Regions from separate parts of the Mus musculus genome. Here region 1 is linked to region 2. The links are chromatin contacts, called in public promoter capture Hi-C maps. All regions are on one chromosome and are shown on one strand. The core of a region is the stretch at or near the end of the contact, and the rest is flanking DNA. Distances in the headings are between cores, read along the strand shown.

What was found. Capture Hi-C pulls out chosen DNA fragments and counts their contacts.
Region 1: a promoter capture Hi-C map of adipose tissue shows a contact between it and region 2. The contact joins two enhancer-like sites. A contact is called at or near these places in 1 of 39 promoter capture datasets (the 3T3-L1 cell line), 3 of 115 datasets of contacts at active chromatin or transcription factors (embryonic stem cells, microglia and stem cell-derived neural progenitor cells) and 3 of 9 other capture datasets (adipose tissue, embryonic stem cells and liver).

Annotation. Positions count from the first base shown.
Region 1 is chr4:123,740,615-123,747,332 of GRCm38.p6, forward strand. It overlaps Akirin1 (akirin 1), which reads right to left. Exons shown (of 5, transcript NM_023423.3): 2 at 2,819-2,959. Among named protein-coding and RNA genes, the nearest start is that of Akirin1, 6.3 kb to the right of the region's middle. Within about 2 kb of position 2,092, at least 26 of the 459 cell types and tissues checked have an H3K27ac peak or open chromatin away from gene starts, as enhancers often do. A contact at or near this core is called in adipose tissue, where this site is marked.
Region 2 is chr4:123,477,926-123,485,679 of GRCm38.p6, forward strand. It overlaps Macf1 (microtubule-actin crosslinking factor 1), which reads right to left. Exons shown (of 98, transcript NM_001199136.1): 33 at 6,102-6,254; 34 at 5,722-5,810; 35 at 2,262-2,397. Among named protein-coding and RNA genes, the nearest start is that of D830031N03Rik, 70 kb to the left of the region's middle. Within about 2 kb of position 1,321, at least 23 of the 459 cell types and tissues checked have an H3K27ac peak or open chromatin away from gene starts, as enhancers often do. A contact at or near this core is called in adipose tissue, where this site is marked.

The DNA.
Region 1 (6,718 bases), core at 842-3,341, 260 kb after region 2:
TAAAGATCAAGCCATAACCCATCCTATCCTCCCTTTAGAATCTTCCTTCACTCCGGTCAGTATTTAAGCTACTTACCACCCTGAAACAACAAACCCTGTGGTTGTTTTCTCTTAAACTAAACAAAGTATTTTTTCCTTTACAAATGAAACATGACCAAAACACTAGGCACACCCATCATCTGCAATCATTTCTCTCCTCACATTTTCTGCTACTTTAAAATTACTGGGCCAGTGAGATGGCTCCATGGGTAAAGCCCCAGGAGCTGAGCCTGAGTGAACCCAGACTGTGTACAGAGAGAACAACTCCTACAAGTTTTCCTCTGACCACCACATGCATGCCATGGCATAAGTACATCTGCCTCCCACCATAAATAAATGTAGTAAAAATCCTTATGTTTACATTTACATATTTTAAAAACATTTATTTCCAGATCCTATGAAGTATGAGGTAAGAATTTACAAATCTTAAGACAACTTACAAAGATTCTGTCCCCAAATTAAAAAACAAAAAATTACAAACTTCACCCTTGCTTTTTAAAGTTTTAAGATTCCTGTCTCATTTAAACTAACATTTCCATAGATGGGTGTGGTGCACACCTTTGATCCCAGCACTCAGAGAAGGTGAATCTCTGTGATTTGGGGGCTAGCATGGTCTACAAAGGAAGTTCTAGGACAGCCTGGGCTACACAGAGAAAGCCTGTTTTGAAAAGACAAAAATAAATAATAGCAATATTTAAGAGGCTGGAGCGATGGCTGGGTAATTAAGAACACTCACTGGCTACATTCTAGAGGACCCTGGTTCAATTCCCAACACCCACATAGTTGCTTAGCACCATCTAATTCCAGCGCCAGGAGATCCGATGCCCTTTTCTAGCCTCTGCTGGTACTAGGCACTCACATAGTATCTGGAAATACATGCAGGCAAAACAGCCACCCACAAAGAAAATGAACAAGAATTAAAATAATATTTAGGAGGAGGCGAGCTGGCATCGCAGAGTAATTCACATGGAATGAACCATTTCAAAGTGAAAATTTCAGTGGCATTCAGTATGGCCACCATGCTGTGCAACTCCCTCTAGTCCTAAAACATTCCCACCATCCTCAAAGTAAAAAGCCTTAACAGCTCGTTACTCTTCCTGCCCACCAAGCTTCTTTTTTTCTGGGTTTCTCTGTGTAGCCCTGGCTGTCCTGGAACTCACTCTGTAGACCAGGCTGGCCTCGAACTCAGAAATCCACCTGCCTCTGCCTCCCAAGTGCTGGGACCAAAGGCGTGCGCCACCACTGCCTATCTTCCCACCAAGCTTCTTAAACCACTAATTTATCAGGAGACAACTTCTTTATCTTTCTCTCACTCCTTTCTACCACCCCCCTTGTAAAACAAACAAACAAACAAACACACACCAAAACCCCAAAACAAAACAGGGTCTCTCTGCATAGCCCTGGCTCTTTGGAACTCACTATATAAATCAGGCTGGTCTCAGTGAGATCTGCCTGATTTGCCTGACACTGTTTCCTGAATGCTGAGATAGCCAGGTCCCAGTCAATAACTTTTTTGTTTTGTTTTGTTTTTGTTTTTGTTTTTGAGACAGGGTTTCTCTGTGTAGCCCTGGCTATCCTGGAACTCACTTTGTAGACCAGACTGGCCTCAAACTCAGAAATCTGCCTGCCTCTGCCTCCCGAGTGCTGGGATTAAAGGCGTGTGCCACCACGCCCGGCTTAGTCAATAACTTTTAAGGTAATTTCTAACTTTAAAACTGTTAAGTAATTGAATACTTTGAGGAAGCAAACTTTTCTAGAGGTTGGCAACACTGGACTGCTGACCATTTATAGGGACCCAGCAGGCAAGGCTAGTTCACTAAGTGACAAAGACAACTGCAAATCCTGAGATTTTTGAGCATAGCCCCCACAAACCACATGTCAGGGTTACAAAGCAGAACTGACTGTCCCAGAGAACTTTCTAGAACAAATTTCCTACAGTTTTATGCCAATGCAGCAGCCACATGTGACTAGTACTTATGCAAGAAGACTGCCACATGCTGAAGACTGATCAGTCTGCAGACCGGCCAAGAATATATACTGAGGCTCTGTCTAGACAACAAAACGCAGGACCAGGCATGGTGACACACCACTCTGTAAGAGGATCTCTGCAAGTCCCAGGCTAGCCAGGGCTGTATGTGAGACTATCTTATCAACAACTTGTCCAAGCCAAAAGCAAAACCTCAAAGTGACATTTTTCCCTAAAACTTCATTAGTAGGTTTAAATAAGAAATAACCTAGGCTCCATTTTGGTTTGACTCTAGACCATCTCCATAGCCAATGCTTCAGGTGCCTGTTTCCTAGCTTGTGACATTATTTGAAGGCTGTCATGTCTTTAAGAAAGATGAGGTCTGGCAGGTACAAATAGGTCACTGGGGCAGGCATTTGAAGTTTTTATCTGCATCTGGTCCCATGTCACCCCACTTCCTGGTCTATACCATATGAAGAGGAAGCCACAGGCTCACTGCAGGAACTGAGCCACTTCACCATGCCTCTGCTGCCACAAAGGAGAAAACCACCTAAAGCCATGAGCCAGAATAAAGTCTTCCTGCCTGAAGTTGCTCCTGCTAAGTACACTGTCACAGGAATGAAAAGCAATACAGCACAGGTCGCTAAAGGACACACTGCAGTTAAAGAAAAACGACTGTTTTCAGACAGGGTCTTGCTAGGCTTTACTAGCCGGTCTCAAATGCACAGTTCTGGCCTTAGCCTCCAAAACATGCTAGGCCCACCAAACCCAGCCCACCAAGGCTGAAACAGATTTCTAACGCAGTCTGCTTACCTGGAGAACCTGGTGCAGTAAGTGCCGAGGAGGAAGGCTGAGTTTCTGAAGTACAGGCTTCGCTTTGACTGAGAACAACTTCTAAATGTCTCCATCTCTGGTAACGATTATATTCTTGTTTTATGTTCTGAAAAATTTGCTCTAGTAAAAAAAAGAAAATGAACTTGAATATTCATTTTATGGTCATTTCTTCAAACTTCCCACCTACAAACTTTGTTGAGAAGATAGGCAAGAGAGATCTTATTATTTTATTCTACAAGATGCTGGGGTTCAAACCAGAGTCTTAACCACTAGGCAAGCATCTGCCTAGGAGACACATCCTCAGTCCAAAGACGATATTCTGACTAAATATCCCTTTAGCACACAGGCACAAGCCCTTCCTTAAGTTACAGTGTATCAGCCAGCCATGCAGCTCAAGACAGTCTTATTCTGACTTTTGGAGCTGGTATGATGGCTCAGTGTATAAAGTGTTTGCTGTGCAAGTGGTTCTCTCTCTCTCTCTCACACACACTCTCTCTCTCTCTCTCACACACACACACACACACACACACACACACACACACACACACACAGAGGCAAACACTCATATATATAAAGTAAAAATAAGTAAATCTTAAAGAAGTTTAATTCCTAAAATAATAGCTATTCTGGTTATGCCTACTGCTTTACTTTTTCCTGTGGTAACCAAGCAAATCAGACCTGTATCTTGCTGGATTCACCAGTACAATTTAAAGTAAAATAAACGTGTTGTTATTTTTAATTTGTTTTGGTTTTATAGACAGTCTCATGTAGCCTACCCTGGCCTTGACCTTGCTGTATAGCTGAGGTGACCATGGACTCCTCCTGACAATCCCCTTATTTCCCAAGCACTCAGATTAAACGTGTGTTACCATGTCTGGTTCTTTTTTTTTTTTTTTTTTTTTTTTTTTGAGAAATGGTTTCAGACTGTGGCCCATAGTAGCAATATACAGCATGCCCCTGCCTTAACTCAGCTAAGTTTTACATTTCTACCAAGCACAGCATTATGCTTTATATTATGCTTATCACTAAAGGTCTTTTAACAATTAAGGCTTTATTCCATGAGACTTTAAAAGGTCTTTGGGAAAGATGGTAGGTAGAAAAAAGCATTATGTGTAACATCCTGGACTCTGGGAAGGCGCTGGAGGAGCGGGAGGAGCTGAGGGCTACTGTTTGGGATTATCAAGGCTCATTAAAAGTATTTCCGAGCCAGGTATGGTAGCACAAATCTTTAATTCCAGAAGAGACAGAGGCATGGTGGATCTCTGTGAGTTCAAGGCCAGCCTTTTCTACAAAGTGAGTTAAGGGCAGCCAGGGCTATTATACAGAAAAACCCTGTCTCAAAAAACAAAACAAAAACAAAAACAACAACAACCAAACTGGAGGGCTGGAGAGATGGCTCAGTGGTTAAGAGCACTGACTGCTCTTCCAGAGAACCTAAGTTCAATTCCCAGCAACGACATGGTGGCTCACAACCACCTGTACTAGGACCTGACGCCCTCTCCTGGTGTACAGACAAAAAAAAAATAAAAAAGTGATTCTGAGAGGGCCAGGAACACTGTTTTCTCAGAGGACTTGAGTTCAGTTCTCAGGACACACATTTAGGCAGATCTCAACTGCCTGTAACTCTAGTTCCAGAGGACCCCAATGCCTGTGTAGGTTCCTGCGTGGGCGCGTGAAAACACACAAACACACACACACACACACACACACACACAACACACACGTTAAAAATAAATTCTTAAAGAAAAAGAGTTTCTGAGCTGACTATGGTGATTATTATTACAAGTCCATGCCTGTAATCACAGCACTTGGAAAGTTGGAGGCAGAAGAATCAGGAACCCAAAGTCATCTTTGCTTACACAGAGTTTGAAACAATCTGGGCTACATGAGACGCCATCTCAAAAAAACAAGCTGGGCTTGGTAGCTGGTAATCTCAGTGATTGGGAAATAGAAACAGGAGGATCACTGGTGCTCAAGGTCAGCCGGGCTACTCAATGAGTTCCAACACAGCCTGGGCTGAGCGAGACCCTGTCTCAGAACAAATATTCTGGAGGCAGGCATAGTCTCAAAACCAAAACACTTCTGAGCTAGGCCTAGCCTAGTGATGCCAACCTGTAAGTAATCCCAGCTTCTCTAGAGGCCAAGGCAGAGGCCAAGGCAAGCCTACACCAGAGGGCAGCGTAAACTGAAAGCCAGCCTAAACAGCTCCACAAGAGGTGGGTCACACTTCTAATCCCAGCATTAGGGAGGCAGGGGCAGGTGGATCTCTGTAATTCAAGGCCAGCCTTGTCTACAAAGTGAGCTCCAGGGCAACCAGGGATATACAGAGAAACCCTGACTCAAAAAACCCAAAACTACCAAAAAAAAAAAAAAAAAAAAAAAAAAAAAAAAAAAAAGGGAAAGAAAGAAAAGTTAAGGCTGAGGCTACAGCTCAGTGATACAGCACTGGCTTCACATGCAATCCATGTTCAATATCCAGGACAGGAAAAACAAAGAAATGTGATATTACAACAGGCAATGCTTGCTAGGCGTCAAATGATTATTCTGAGTCAGTCATCACAAACTGAATTTGCCAACAAGCAGGAAACACCAATTAGCAACTAACTATAAAACTGTATTCCTGGAGACAAGCGTCTAGAAGGATGTGGGCTTCAAGTTTTTATATACAGTGACATAATATTGTGTTCCTTTTCCAGATAATATAAAGCACCCCAATAACAAAAGCAGAGGCTGCAAGACATAGTGATGAATGCCTAGGATTCTAATACAGGGAGGTGGGGGCGGGGTGGGGGCAGGAGGATCACTGTAAAGTTCAAGGCCATCCTGGCCTATATAACAAGTTCCAACCAGCTACACAGGCCTATCTAAAAACCAGGAAATTATATTCCCCAACTCAAACTGTTCTAGTGTATACTTTGCTTTGTAACCATATTTGTCAGGGGTGGTGATAATGTTGCTTTGTTTGTTATGAGCAATTTTAGGAAGTCATTTGAACAGGTAATGAGAATCAAAATCACGGAGCTGGTAAGAGTGCCAGTGGCAGTATGGTCCAGTAGTTGTACATCTAGGTAAACCAACTCTGCCTACATGCTAGAACACAGACAGTGAAATTCAGGCTCTAGGTGCCTGCATATAGGAAACCTTCCTTTTTTTAAAAAGTCCGACTCCTCAAGTGCACACCTGCCAGATTCATTCAATACAAGGATGTAAGCAACTGCCAGGAAACAAGAAAGGACAAGCATGAGGGCAGAAGGTTCCGAACAACTCCACCTGCCTCCGGAGCAGCTGAGTGAACAATGGAGAGAGACACTTCCAGCCTGGGAGGATCCACTAGTAAGTCTGAGATGCTAACACAGACTCTAAGCTTCCTCTCTTACACAGGAGGAAAACAGCTGTGGTGCTCTTCTGACGACCACCTAAAGAAGGGAAACTGGCTTGCTTATTTATTTATTTATTTATTTATTTATTTATTTTCCCAAGACAGGGTTGCTCTGTGTAGCCCTGGCTGTCCTGGAGCTCACTCTGTAGACCAGGCTGGCCTCGAACTCAGAAATCCACCTGCCTCTGCCTCCCAAGTGTTGGGATTAAAGGCCTCCGCCACCACTGCCCGGCTAGTTATTTTTAACTATGCAAATTTCCTTATAATACTTAGGATGTTAATCCTTCATTCTCATCACTATTTAGCTTTTAGTTTCTAGGTTATTTATCAGGCTAAATTCCTCCTTAAAACTAATGTTTCTGAGCTACTATAAGACAAAACTAAATAACTTTCAAGACTCAGCCCTATGTGGGGGATGGAAGAGCACACCTCAGGAGGCAGAGCCAGGTGGATCTTTGTGAGTTCTTGACCAACTAACTAGGCTACCTACCTTAAGAAAG
Region 2 (7,754 bases), core at 71-2,570:
AAAACTTCATAACTTACTCTTCATGATCTAGACTTAACTGTCAACCAGTTCCCTGTCTACTAACAAGTACACTTTGTTTCTATTCTCATTCAGAGGGAAACTATATTGAAAGAATAGTTTTTCTCTGTGTGTATAGGAACAGTATCTGCAATACAATGACCAGTAAATGAATAAATAGATAACATATAAGAACACCTTTAACACTATTAGGCCATAGCTTCAACTTTAAAGACTGAACAAGGATTTCAAGCATGAGGACTGTATATAAGAATGAAGATTGGATAGCAAAGAGGGACTTGGCTCATTTCTCCATTTCATTGTATATGCTCAATTAATGGCATAATTCTCCATGCTACAAAGTATATTATTTGCCATTCTCTTCCATCTTTAATTTCTGTATTACAGGGTTCAATTTATATAAATGAAACACACATACCATACAGATCTACTATGTGTCTATTTTATAGAGATTGAAAAAATTGATCATTGGTGTATGATTGTTTACAAATATATAAGCTGGGTACGTGGGATCTCTAAATTCAAGGCCATTCTGGTTTATAGACCAAGTTCCAGGGCCTACCTCAAAAAACCAAAAAGAAAAAAGAAAGAAAGAAAGAAAGAAAGAAAGAAAGAAAGAAAGAAAGAAAGAAAGAAAGAAAGAAATCCATATAAAGCCTGTTATAACAAAAGGGAAGACTATTGTAATTTCTTCTGTAAGAGTTATAATTGCAAAAATGCTGACATTGGGGCGGGGGGGGGGGGGGAAGCCTGGAATTGAGCCAAAGAGAAAAGCCTTCAGAATTCCTTCTAACACCCTCATAACTGAAGGCTAGACAGGCAGCACTGCACTGGGACGTAATCCAGAGAAATCCAGTCTACCAAACATGGACATTGTGACCTAGATGAGCAGTAAAAGACAGGGAGAAAAGGAAAGAAAATAAAAGGCGTCTACTTACCCACACTGCAGAGCACGCCTCAGGCAGATAGGAAATAGAGCCTTATGGAGCAGCTCAGCCGTATCACATACACAGTGTAAGCTTGGTGTTAGCGTCCAGCATGCGACTGTTTGTTTTTTTTGCAAAAAAGAACCCCAAACAGGTCGTCCTCTTTTCCCTTTGTGCATTTGTGCTTAAACTCCAAAGGGTTAGTGAAACTTGTAAGCAAGGATGTCAGTTAATCAGAACAATACTTTACATGAAACACACACAGTACAGGGACACATCATGCTCAATGTAGTGGTGCTCAGCAGCTTGTCCTGTCCTTCTCTTCCCCCTCCCATCCCTCTTTAACTTTTCAAAATGAGAACTGGATGTTCTCAGCAAGCAATTGTTAAAACTTTCACATACTCCCTTATATGGTGAAGCAACAGCCACTAGAGTGGGCTGCTTTACACTGAAAATTCCTCACCAGCACACATTTCCTGGAAATGTATTATCAAAGCAGGACTGCTTCTATCCTGTAGACTTTATGAACTTATAATTTATATCCATTTTTCAGAATCAAGTATATTTTGTTTTGAATAGTCATTTTTTGAATCATATAGACCAAATATGATTTACCATGTTAGCTGTCTCCACATAAACTGGCCATTGCTTCACAACATAGGAAATAAGCAGGCAAACACACTGTATATCCCAGAGACACATGTATATAACTTGGTTAAATGCACACACACACACAAATATCCAGAAACAACTTAAGACAATCGACAGCAACTATAATGACTTCCATGTGGTACAAAAGTGAAGGTGAGGTGAGAACTGGTAATGTGCTATGTGACAGGATGGCCATGGATGGTGAGGGGAACCAGCGTCTCAGTCAGTGAAGTTCACTCTCCCTGGTCACGCTACAGAAGGAAGAGGGTTATAAGCATGTTCTTGCCAATATCCACAACCCTTGGCTATCAACTCTTGGGTGACAATGTCTCAAAGGAGTAAAATCTTAGTGACCTGTGATCAGATACAAATACAGAATTTAAATTCTCATTAACTGTTTTCCAATATGCAATGGTAAAATGTGGGTGGAGGTGGGAGTGGACCAGAAACAGAGGGTTTGCTATAAATGCCCTCTGATATTTTTGACTGACCAACACATCATGGAACCCCAGTAAAGAAACACATGACAAATGGCTGCTAAGGTGAGGTTAAATATTAAGTCACATTGGTCATGGCAAGCTAGTGAACATGACTCTCAATCAGCAAAGCCACTTTCATACCACTTAAAAGGCTTCCATAATATATGGAGCCAAAAAGTAAAAATACCTTTTGTTCCGTCTGCTGAGCCAACTCGCTTTGGAGCTGCTGGAGTTGGTTTGCAGAACCATCACAAAGGTCATGGTAAGTCTTGTTCAGCACACGCAACTGCTCAGAGATCTGTTCCTTCTCTCCTTCTGAAAGCCTGAAGGACGAAGCATTAGATTTCTCTCAAGGCAAGAACTCTCCAAACTATATTCAAAACTGCTCTATTGTTGCCATGAATGGATTATCTGAATACATCCAGTCTCTTATACTGAACTTTGGCATCTCACACATATTCCATGATTCTTAGTGATGTCAATGCTATATAACGCTATGCTCATAGTGCTGCAACTATAATCAAAATGACCTCCTTGCTTTCTTAGCCTTACTCATATACCACAAATTTGGATGCTGAAATAATATAAATTCATTGTTCAGTTAAATTATTAGATCTAAAAATGCATGATATAGTTTTATTTTATATGTCTTTACTCCTTCCACAGATATTCTCATTTTAAACAAATTATAAATCTCACTTAGCTATCACCTACCTAGTCATCTTTAACTTATTTTAAAGCCTTTGTATGTGGATGTATTTGGTGAGCACATTGTTCATCACACCCCTTTTCCCTTGTCTCCTCTCCCAATCTTAGCCATTTTTGTTTGGTTTGGGTTGTTTTTAAGAGATCAGGTCTTTATGTAGCCCAGGCTGGGTGAGCTTCAGCTGGTGACCCTTCTGGGTTAGCTTCCTATGATGGGATTACCATCGTGCAATGCTTACTTAACTCCAAGTTTTACTATTCAACCACCTTTGCTTTAGGCTGGAAACAGATACTGTCACCTAATATCACCATGGGTTTGTCACCAGAGCTATTTATTTCCTGTCTTCCTAGAGGTTCACCTCTTGAATCTGGTGAAACCTAAAAGTTGGTTGCCTCCCCCATATTAATTCCGAGAATGAACTATGTTAGAGTTTCCTACAAACTGATTGAGATTCCCCCAAGCCTTCCTTGACTCTTCAAATTGCTCTGAGCCTATCATTTTCTCTATTTATCTTCAGTTTATCTCTGGCATCTAAACCCTGCAATGGATTTTCTTAATCAGGTCCTTAATATTATTCTTGCCTGTCCACTCATTAATTAGATAAAAACCAAATCTCTAAGATCCCACATGATGCCAGATACATCCTTTGAGGGAGGAGGTATCCCATAGACATTAGAAATCCTACAGGTTTATAATTTTAACTGGTCTTCAGTATGTCCCTTAGAAAATCCAAGTGAGAGTCCCCAGTTAATCCCTTTATCATTTTGTATGAGCACTACCCTAATCTTCAATAAACCCTCTATTTAAAAATAAGATGCAGACAAACAACTAGCTATTACTTCTCTTCCTTGGACCTCACTCTTGACAATATCACCTTGACCCACCCCTTTCCCCACACTGCAGGGAAAAGCTGTCTTGACTACTGATTAAGACTGTACTCTGGCCCGGCAGTGGTGGCACATGCCTTTAATCCCAGCACTTGGGAGGCAGAGGCAGGCGGATTTCTGAGTTCTAGGCCAGCCTGGTCTACAAAGTGAGTTCCAGGACAGCCAGGGCTACATAGAGAAACCCTGCCTCGAAAACAAACAAACAAACACAAAGACTGTACTTTGTACCTACCAATTACTTCCAACCTCTCTCACTCCCCTCCTTCCTATTAGCTCTTTGCTGAACTTAAGGCAGTCCATGAACACAGGTAATTGTCTTCCACCTTCTACGTAAAAGGTTTGTGAGAGGGCATTCTGTTTCTCATTACTTGTATTAATGCCTTCCTTTCCTGCAACCACGCTTTAGGAAAGGAGTTGAATTTCAGTTCCTCGGCCTCCTGACCTCTCATTTGCTTACTGTTCATCAGACTGACCCTGACTTTACCCAACAACTTCTCACCAATACCACCAAAAAGTTCCAACAGTCAAATATATTAGATATTCATCCATCCTTCTTAACTTTTGAGCCCTCCCTCCGCTTTTGAACTTTCCTGGGAGCTGAGGTATTACTCACCAACATTTTCATAGTCATTTTAAGTTTCCTTCACAGAAAAGCCCTGAAAGTCCATTTAGGTTAATTTACCCTTATGATTTCTACTACATTAGTGACTTAAATCTTTGTCTCTTTAGACTTTTGACATTATTTCCAAACTTCCTACATAACTGCCCATTGGGAATCTTTGTTGAGTATAACTACCTAAGGAATGAAAAGGAATCCATGAATCTTACTACATCCTAGGCATTTTCACTCACTCCTATAGGTTCTATAGGAGGTTCTATAGGCTCTCATAGCCAACAATGTCTAAGTTATATTATTCTGCAGCTCACTCCTTGGTCTGTGTTTCTTATCTGTGTGAGTGGCACCATCATACAGTCAACAGCCTATGCTAGAAGCCTAGAAGGGCTTTTGTTTGTTTTGAGACTATATTTTGTGTCTCACTATATATATAGCCTTGGCTGGCCTACAGCTCACTATGTAGATCAAGCTGGCCTTAAATTCAGAGCTCTCCCTGCCTCTGCTGGGAATAAAGGCATGAACCACTAATCTAGCAGTTTTTCTAATGATTTTTCCATGTGACCAAACCCATAGATTCACCATCATTAATTTCTTTGTAAAAATGGATACACTTGGGCTGGTGAGATGGCTCAGTGGGTAAGAGCACCCGACTGCTCTCCCGAAGGTCCGGAGTTCAAATCCCAGCAACCACATGGTGGCTCACAACCATCTGTAACAAGATCTGACTCCCTCTTCTGGAGTGTCTGAAGACAGCTACAGTGTACTTACATATAATAAATAAATAAATCTTTAAAAAAAAAAAATGGATACACTTATTTATTGTATGTGTATTTGCACAGGCACATGCAAATACAGAGGGCAGAGGAAAATCAGGGCAGTTATTCTCTACTTCTACTCTGTGGATCCTGGGGATTGACTTCAGGTTAACTGGGCTTGGGGATAAGCACCTTTGTGTACTGAATCATTTGCTAGCCCCTTAATACCTCTTGAATCTTTGTCAGCTCTGTAATCTACTGCATTTCTTGCATTCATTATTCTACACTTGCCTCTCATCCTCTAAAATTCCCCCATGTCAATCATATTTAAGATTCCTCCCCAAAGCTGAGAAGGTTAAAAAACAAAACAAAACAAACAAAACAAAATCTCCTCAGGCTCTTGTAGGAATTCTCCAGACTAACTTCTCATCATGACTCAGATTCAGCAAGTTGCAACGGTCAGACTCAGGCTGGAAAGATGGCTCAGAGGTTAAAAGCACTGACTGCTCTTCCAGTGATCCTGAGTTCAATTCCCAGCAACCACATGCTGGCTTACAACCATCTGTAATAGGGATCCAGTGCCCTGTTCTGGTGTGTAAAGACAGCTATAGCATACTCATATAAATAAAATAAATAAATCTTTAAAACAAAACAAAACAAAACAGAAAAAAGCTCAGACTCACTTATGGCCATGCTTGGCTAAGAAGATCTGTGAAGTTTTAATGGCCTCAGAAACTTGTTCTTTCTTGGTTGTCAACTCTTCTGCCAGAACCTAGTAATAGAAATAAAAAAAGTAACTGTTTTTTTCAAATTCAAGACTTAAGAGTCAAACATGATTTCAAATAAAATTTCAAAAAACAAGGAGAAAATACAATCTAGGTCAGGCATTATAAATGGGCTACAGATGTTTAAAAAGGTACGTGAACACATGGGAAGCTGAAGTTGTTTGTTGAAAGTCTTGGAGTTAGCCTTTTCTAAAGTGAGAATTGTCTTTGGAGCAGCGAATGGGGACTGTTCCATGCACGATTCCACCTGTGCAGAGAGAGATGCGAATTCTACTCACCTGCTGCTCCAAAATGGCCTTCTCAATGTCTGCAGATGCACTAGTGTGAGATGAGGTAGTTGTTCCTTGTGTATTTCTTGCCAGAGTAGACACCCAACCCAAAAGGTCTTTAACCTTCTCCACATGTTCTTGTTTTTCCTCTTCTACTACTTTCTGTAACAGGAAATAGAAAGTCAGTGCTGTGATCAGTGTCTCACTAGGCTGGCCTGGTGTTATATTTCCAAAGCCAGATAGGAAATACATTGTCCTTTATATACAGAATCTTGCGAGTTTAATAATTTTTAGAACCATGAGAGAACAGAGAGACTACATGGAGTAAGCATTGACATAATGGGCAAAAGATATATATTACTATCTAATTTCCATGGTGAGTCTATGTATGAGTATTCGAAAACTTTGCTTGCAAGTATTTTTGTAATTACAAAAAGATTGCATACTTACTACATAGGACCAAAACGGGAATGGGAATGTATATTATATACACTAGAGTCTATCTCTGAGACGTTCACACATAAACACACTTCTAAAATTGTTTGTATGCAGTGTTGTACCTTTGTTGATACATAGTTCTTACTGGAATCATTATATCTAGTATAATATATTAATATAATATAAATCACTTTCTATGCTAATTCACTTAAATCTATTACATTATTTTTAATAATGTCATGGCATTTTACTGTACACACTATGGAGGTTTCTAATATTTTTCTCCAACAAATTATGCCTTACTGAAGATTTCTGCTTATCCTATGCGGTGGTTTGAATGAGAGTGCATCCATAGACTCATGTTTTGATTACTTGGTCCCCAATTGATGGGATGGGGAAGGACTGGAAGGTGTGGCTTTGCTGGGGGAGAAGGCTCAGTGAGAAAGGATTTGAGGTGTCAAAAGACTTGTAATTTCAACAGTATGTGCTCTTCTTCCTGTTCATAGATCCAGATGAACTCTCAGCTCCTGTTCCAGTGTCATGCCTGCCCACCTGCTGCCATGCTTTCTCCATTGGTGATCACAGACATTAACCATCTGAAACTGCTGGCCCCAAATAAACTTTTCTTTTTTTTTTTTTTAAAGATTTATTGATTTATTATATGTAAGTACACTGTAGCTGTCTTTAGACACACCAGAAGAGGGCGTCAGATCTTGTTACGGATGGTCGTGAGCCACCATGTGGTTGCTGGGACTTGAACACTGGACCTTTGGAAGAGCAGTCGGGTACTCTTACCCACTGAGCCATCTCACCAGCCCCCAAATAAACTTTTCTATAAGCTCACTTGGTCATGGTATCATACCCTAACAACAGAAAAGTGACTGAGACATATCTCTTTCTCTAATGAAAATATTTAAAGGTGGAAGTGACAGGCATATTTGTATATTTGGAAAATTTCACCCACTAAAATTTATTTGAAACTCCAAAGGTTATTCAAAAATGATGCAGTGAACATTAAGAAACTAGTTGCCTGGTGCCTCTGCCATTATCTGAGGTTCTATTACATGGTGGTTTGAATGAAAAATATCCTCATAGGCATTTGAGCACTCAGTCGCTGTTACTAGGTGTTGTTTGGACAGGATATACCATCTTTAGCAAGTGGAGCCTTGTTGGAGTAGTGAGTCACTGGGGGAGAGCTTGAGAGTTTATAGCCTCTCCTCACTT